2 separate regions of the Mus musculus genome follow, and region 1 is linked to region 2. Evidence: chromatin contacts called from public Hi-C data. All regions are on one chromosome and are shown on one strand. Each heading gives the region's core, a stretch centred on a gene start, on an enhancer-like site or on the middle of the called end of the contact. The rest is flanking DNA. Distances are from core to core; before and after follow the strand shown.

Region 1 (3,548 bases), core at 28-2,527, 270 kb after region 2:
AGCTGTTAGAGGGAACAAGAGCAAACTGGTTCCATCACCTTCTAGTCTGCCATTCATCAAACCTCAGCTTTGACAACCACAAAATGGGGTTGACAGGACTTACGTTGCTGGGTTATCAAAGGACCAAGCAAGATGTTACAAATAAGAATGAAAACCATTAGTAGTTGCATATTAAAACTTTAGCCACCATGTATATTCCCATCACTCACAATACTTCCCACCCAAGTAAGAAGGAAGATGTTCCAATCTCCTTCACAAGAGAATCCAGGCAATGACTCCTTAATAAGCTATCATTATCTTTTTTTGCTTCTACTGGTGTTAAGGATTTCTGTTTGTTTGTTGGTGTGGTCCTATTCTGGTTTGTTTTTATTTATTTTCTAATAAGAGAAACGGTGTGGGTTCTGGTGAGTGGGGAAGTGGGGAGGATCTGTGAATACTAAGGAAAGGGGAAACCATAATCAGAATATATTATATGAAAAAAATCTATGTTCAATTTAAAAAAGATTAACCAACCATGGTAATTGTTAAATAAATGCATGCACATGTATATGTGTCTCAATATATTCTTTGTAAATCTTTAAAAAGTTCAATGATGACCCCCCCCCAGAACTAGACAAATAAGGTCACTCAAGCAGACGAGTAAAGGGAGCCTCAGAAGTCTGTAAGGAGATGTAACTGCTCTGCCCAGATAATTCTCAGGTCAGAAGACTGCCCTGAGCCTTGTGTTGTATGGACTTATAGGTTCTGTGAGTTTATGCAGAATTTATTTACATGCTCTAGTCAAATAACTATGTATTCTCTACATACTGCAATCATTTTGACAGAGTGAGATGAATCAGTGGTTTCCATAGTTATCAGAATTAATGTAAAGAAGCCAGTATAAAGCTAAAGGCTCTAACAACTGTTTTAGGAAAATCTAAAGAGGTTAATAAGAATTATTTGACCTCTAGGGGGGAAAGAAACTAGCTAAGGGACTCAGAGCCAGGCCTCTTCTCATTGAGTTTCTTCCCCTTGGCAGTTTGTCTTAAGCCTTTCTTTCTATCCTCCCAGCTCTGAGGTATTGGGTGGATGCAGGGAGGTGCTCTCAGTACCAGCTTCTCGACACGGAATATATTGAGTTAATAACCGATGTTAGATGTGAACATTCTTGTTCAGTTCTTTTCACTCAAATATTCTATGCTGCCACTGAAATAAATGTATTCTGAAACTTTATTCTGTAACTATAGAAACCCAGATATTCAGTGTTGCAGTTGGAAACACAAAAGAGCTCTCGGTTAGGAAGTAGCCTGCTGTTAATTACAGAGCTAAGAATAGCTTCGACTTCATAAACCATTAAGTTTCTATAGATTCAGGACTATTTTTCTCTCACTTGCTCTTTTCTTTCCCAGGAAAGAAAAAAAGGGGGATTAAAGCTAGCCAAATTTAAACAAACTCATGTTACAGCAGCCTACCAAATAGTATTTTTGTTCCACAATCATCCACTGAGGACTTGTGATAATATTCTACAGTTATCTGTGCCTTGCATATTAAATATAAAATGTTTGAAAGAAGGAATTCAAGATGTATCTCACATAGAGATAAAATTCAGTGTGGTGCGTAGCAGGAAATAAAAACAGTGATTTCCTGTACAGGCTTGGAAAAGTCAAGGAAATATATAGATTCCTCTTTCTTAACTCTACCTTCAAATGGAAACAGGTCAAATTTGCTTTCTGGTGTTCATTAAGCCCCTCCTTTTCCTCTCCCAATCATCCTTTCCTATTCTTTACTGGTATTGTCTAGTTTCTGGCAACGGCATCTCAATAGACTCCAGGCTCCTCTCTTTCCTTCCCTTCCAGAATTGTTCTCCACTGCACCAGGATCCTTTCCTTAAGTTACTCATTTGAAGGACTAGAGAGGTAACCCAATGGTTAGGAGAGCACAGGGTCCTCAATGAAGGAGCTAGAGAAAGTACCCAAGGAGCTGAAGGGGTTTGCAACCCCATAGAAGGAACAACAATATAAACTAACCAGTATCTCCAGAACTCCCTGGGACTAAACCAGCAACAAAAGAAAACAAATGGTGGGACTCATGGCTCTAGCTGCATATTTAGCAGAGGATGGCCTAGTCGGTCATCAATGGGAGGAGAGGTCCTTGGTCCTGTGAAGGTACTATGCCCCAGGATAGGTGAATGCCAGGGTCAGGAAGCAGGAGTGGGTGGGTTGGAGAACAGGGGAAGGAGTGAAAGATGGGGGATTTTGGAAGTAAAACTAGGAAAGGAGATAATATTTGAAATGTAAATGAAGAAAATATCTAGAGAAGGTGGGGGAGAGAGAGAGGGAGATTGCTGTCTTGTAGATGATCAGGGATCAGGCCCCTGTACCCATTTCCAGCAAGCAGCTCACACATGCCTGTATCTCCAACTCTGGAGAACCAAATACCCTCTTCCAGCTCCTACAAGCCCCCATATACACAGGAGTATAATTTCATGCACACACATTCATATACACATAAATAAAAAATAAATCTTTAAAGTCTTCGATTATACCACCTTCCTATTTATGCTTTGTTTACCCATGTCCTTGAGTGGCTGAGTGGGAGAAAAAGAGGAGTTTGTGTTTATGTGTATGTACATAGGTGTATGGCTGCATGTGTCCATAAAGGCAGGGGTATCATTTCTTATGTATGCCCCCTTTTAAGGCGGGTCTCTCACGGGACTGGAATTCACAAAGCAGGCTGAACAAACTAGCCAGTCTGCCCTAGGAATAGAATCCACCTATCTCTGTCTCTTCTGGGACTATAAACTCATGCCCTAACTCCCACCCAATGCCTGTCCTTTTACATGGCTTCAAACTCAGATCCTTCAGCTCAAAAACAAGCACTTTATCATCAGAGCTATCTTCCCAGCTATATTTTTTCTGAGTTATTTTGTAATTTCAGGTGATCTTTGTATTTCATGTATGAATGCCAGGCTAGCCTTGAATTGATGTATTTGATGATGACCTTGAGTTTATTGTCCTCTTCCCTCTATGTGGTAGGTTTTAGGTGTATACCAAGCACCTGACCCAATGCCCTGTGAAACCCTACAATTCCACTAGCCATGCCTCATCCCGTACAGACCCATGGCACCATCCTTCAGGCACCTAGATTGTTAGGAACTGCAATGCATGCTAACTTTATCCTATTGACAGGTTCGTTCTCTCCCTTCTAGTTTCAGATTACCTGATATCTCTTTCAGGGAGCCACAGAAACACTCTATACACACACACACACACACACACACACACACACACACACACACACACACACACACCAAGACTGTTAGCAGTGTTTGCCTGGCTTCCTGTTGTTGCTAAGAGCCTATCATGATAAATGCCTGTTACAACCATGCTTTAATTTTTTTTCCTATAACCTTGGTTAACAACATGGCAAATGCTCATTTAATGCAAGGTAAGATAATGACACTACAGGGATGACAGAAGGACATTACACTCCTTGAAGGGGCCTTCGAGATTACATGTAACATTGGTTTCCGAGTGTTGCTAACTGTAATGATGCTCTTTAATGGAAGA
Region 2 (3,808 bases), core at 95-2,594:
CAATACCCACTTGGGACTTCTGAAACACTGAGCACAGCCAAAGCTGCTTTATGAACTCCTGATAAACACTTGAGAGAGCAGAGAAAGAGATAGAGGATACAGCTTTCCAAGAAGGCTTCCTGAGGGCAGTCCTTGCTCCTCTTCTGAATTTCTTTTTGCCTTTTCCAGGGTTTTGAAATGTTTCTATAGCTTCCTTTAAGTCTCCCAGTGCTCAGAAATCTTTTAGAAAATCACTGATTCTTCAAGTTAAGACTGTTTATTGGGTTGTTTGCCTAATACTTCCCAAAGGGTGACATTTTCAATATGGCAGCTCTGACAGGAAATTTGGCCAACCCTGGGGAAAGTCAGTTCCCTTCTCTATGGATTCCTAGATATCTCTCCTGTAAATACTCCTCATCTCACTTTCTTCTCTGGCTTGTTGTTTTTACACTGTTAGCTATGGAACTGGCCACAAAGTCACTGGCAACATAGTTTATAACGCTTCTTCAAAGGAAGTAAGAGTCAGTGGGTCTTCAGACTTCTCATAGTCAGGGAAGACACTGAGTAGCCTCAAATAAGTCTACTGACCCTCAATAATAATTTCTTGGGACAATAATTTGTGTACCATTCTGGGGATATAAGAAACACAAAGCAATTTAAGGAGCTTCTCTCATGAGGAGTGCAGTCTAGTTGCCGATATTTATAAGGAAGATAACAAGTAGATAAAGGAATCAAATCATAGAATAAGGTATAGAGTATAATCTCATATTAAGAAATAACTATATCTGGAGGTAATCGTGTAGTTTTTTAATGATTGTTTAGTCATTTGCTTGCATATAAAGTCATATAAGACCACAGGACTACAGAAGGGGTGTGTGTATGTGTCAGTGTATAGACAGAGAGGTATATAGAGAGGAATTATATGTCCAATTATTTCTCATAGGTTAAGCTGAAGGCTAGGAAAGAAAGATGTCTATAATTTCTTGTATTATTAATGATATTATTAATTGTCTTCATTGCTAAAAATGTACTAAGCCACTAAAGGAAGAGAAAGCTTTGTGCGATGCTGTTAGCTTACCAGGCTGCTGACCACGTAAAGAGCACTTGACCATCAGCAAGCCAGCAAAGCTGGAAATGTACAACTTAACCTTGGCATGAGATCAAATAAAGGCACCAGGGAACTGCAGGAAATGTGAAGCAGAGCAGGGACCAGGAAGAGAGCCACAAGGAGTAAAGCCAGGATGGGGATGTTGCAAAGCTAGTGGCTGCAAAAAAAGGTTTCCTTAGGAGACGGAGGTGTGTTATGTAGAGCACTAAATACTAGAATTCCCATCTGGACTGTGTTACAAATGTGGTGAATGATACTGACAAACTATTTCATTCTCTGGGCCTGAGTCAGTGTACCTATGCTATGGGAGAGTTAGATAAGACCAGCTTTAATAGTGCTCATGTCAAAGAACACTATGATCTGAAAAGAGCCGAGAGCTGTGGCAAACACCTTATTATAGAAAGCCTGAAATAAACGCCTAAGAAATTTGCACATAGAGCTGAAGAGATGACTCAATAGTAAAGAGCATTTGCTGCTCTTGCAAAGGAACTGGGTTCTTTACCTAGCACCCACATGAAGGCTCATAACTACCTGTAACTCCAAATCCAGGGAATCTATACCCTCTCGTCATCTCTGCCTGTTTTTGAATCATATGGTGCACATAAACTCACACAGACACATACCTAAACACATCAAAATGATACACACACAAACACACACACACACACACATATATGTATATATATATACACACATACATACAGATAGGCACAAACTGGGGTCAGGAAAATGTCTTAGCCATTAAAGAGCACTTGTTTCTCTGGCAAGGAGCATGGGTTCAGTTCCCTGTACTCACAAAGTGGCTCACAATGTCTGCAACTCCAGTTCTAGGGAATCTAATTCATTCTTTGGCTTCTGCAGTCATTGAGTATGTGTGACTCATGGATGCAAAATACCTATAAATGAAAAATAAAATAATAAAATAAAATAAAAATAAAGTCTTTAAAATAATAGCTCTTTTTTTGGATTTATTTATTATATGTATTAGTACACTATTGCTGTCTTCAGATACACCAGAAGAGGGCATCAGATCCCATTATAGATTGTTGTGAGCCACCATGAGGTTGCTGGGAATTGAATTCAGGACCTCTGGAAGTCCTCTCAACCATGGAGCCATCTCTCCAACCCCAAACTAATTCTTTATAAAAGAAAATATATCTACATACAATCTACAAATAGAACCATAGAAGAGAACCATCTGCCTCATGTATAATGTGAACACTCACATTTGGAGAAAAAAGTAGACGGGCTAGGATATACCAAGTGTCTAACGAGGGTCTAAGAACTTGAAACTGTGAAAAGAAGAGTATGAGAAAGGAAAGATTGAGATTAGGGAAAAAGTTGGCAGATAATTAGAAACATTAGAAAACAACATGGAGTATCAAGAAATTTGAGTCTGTGATGATACTAAGAAAGAAAGGAAGAAGGTTTTCTGCATGAGAGTATCAGTCAATGGTTTCACAAGAAATAGAAAAATACAAAACTCACCATTTTCAAACCTTGATAAAATGTTTAGACAAGTATAATCAATAGGTGTTTCCAAAAGGAAAAAATAAGAAGGAGAAGAAGAAGAAGAAGAAGAAGAAGAAGAAGAAGAAGAAGAAGAAGAAGAAGAAGAAGAAGAAGAAGAAGAAGAAGAAGAAGAAGGAAAGAAAGAAAGAAAGAAAGAAAGAAAGAAAGAAAGAAAGAAAGAAAGAAAGGAAGGAAGGAAGGAAGGAAGGAAGGAAGGAAGGAAGGAAGGAAGAAAGAAAGAAAGAAAGAAAGAAAGAAAGAAAGAAAGAAAGAAAGAAAGAAAGAAAGAAAAGAGGACGTTGAGAGAAAGGATCCTGTGACTTTAAAAAAATTACTCCAGATTTCCTACCAACAAAGAGAAAGGTTATCTTTGGAATGAAGAGATGTTTTGGTCCTTACACAAGTAACCAACCTGGACATTACAAATGCTAAGGCAGCAACACGTGTGGCTGCTCCACTGCAATGCAGTAAGCCATACACAACATTGCTTAGGCTGTGCTAAAATTTTTGACTTAGTTATGATCAGACAAATAAGTAGACACAAGTTGTGGGAGAGTTCAAAAACATCTGGCCTGATATCATCCTTTAAAACGTCAGTACATTTAAAAGAAAAGTGATGTCATGTTCTAGATTAATAATGACTAACAACTCATAATAAAAACCAGATGCAATTCACACACAGTGATCAATTTCTGGATTTAAGAAAAAAAAACTCCAAGCCTGGAGAGATGGCTGGCTCAGTGTCAAAGAGCACTGGTTGTTCTTCCAGAGTACCCAGGTTTAATTATCAGAACTCGCATGGCAGCTCACTGTATCTCCCAGTTCTAAGAGACCAAATACCCTCACACAGACAGACATGTAACTAAAAATGCCAATGTACCTACAATAGGAATAAATAAATCATTAAATAAAATATCACTGAAAGATTCTTAAGGAAGACACCTAGGAAATCTGAATAAATGCATTATGTTATATAGCATAGAACTATTTTTAGTTTTGTTGGGTTCCTTTGATAGAAAATGGCATGAGGAGTATAGAGAAAGCATCTTTATGCTGAGGAGAGGCGCCTTGCTGACAGATACAAATTATTGAGAAAATGTTATGGTGATGGCTCCAGACCTCTCTTCCTGTTCCAACAGAAAGATGGGTAAGAATTAAGGAAAGAGTGAGAGAGAAAGAACAAATGTCAAACTTTAAGAACTGTTGGGT

Evidence for each region. A called contact is a pair of places that touch in the nucleus more often than the background predicts.
Region 1: a contact with region 2 is called in a Hi-C map of cortical neurons. The contact joins two enhancer-like sites. A contact is called at or near these places in 5 of 39 promoter capture datasets (the C10 cell line, cranial neural crest, frontonasal cranial neural crest and 2 more) and 2 of 484 Hi-C or Micro-C datasets (cortical neurons and nephron progenitors).

Annotation. Positions count from the first base shown.
Region 1 is chr7:92,383,019-92,386,566 of GRCm38.p6, forward strand. All of the region lies in intron 15 of Dlg2 (discs large MAGUK scaffold protein 2), which reads left to right. Among named protein-coding and RNA genes, the nearest start is that of Ccdc90b, 180 kb to the right of the region's middle. Within about 2 kb of position 1,278, at least 6 of the 459 cell types and tissues checked have an H3K27ac peak or open chromatin away from gene starts, as enhancers often do. A contact at or near this core is called in cortical neurons, where this site is marked.
Region 2 is chr7:92,114,262-92,118,069 of GRCm38.p6, forward strand. The region is part of intron 12 of Dlg2 (discs large MAGUK scaffold protein 2); the gene reads left to right. It overlaps 4930567K12Rik (RIKEN cDNA 4930567K12 gene), which reads right to left. Exons shown (of 7, transcript NR_131016.1): 2 at 1,884-1,983. Among named protein-coding and RNA genes, the nearest start is that of 4930567K12Rik, 3.3 kb to the right of the region's middle. Within about 2 kb of position 1,345, at least 7 of the 459 cell types and tissues checked have an H3K27ac peak or open chromatin away from gene starts, as enhancers often do. A contact at or near this core is called in cortical neurons, where this site is marked.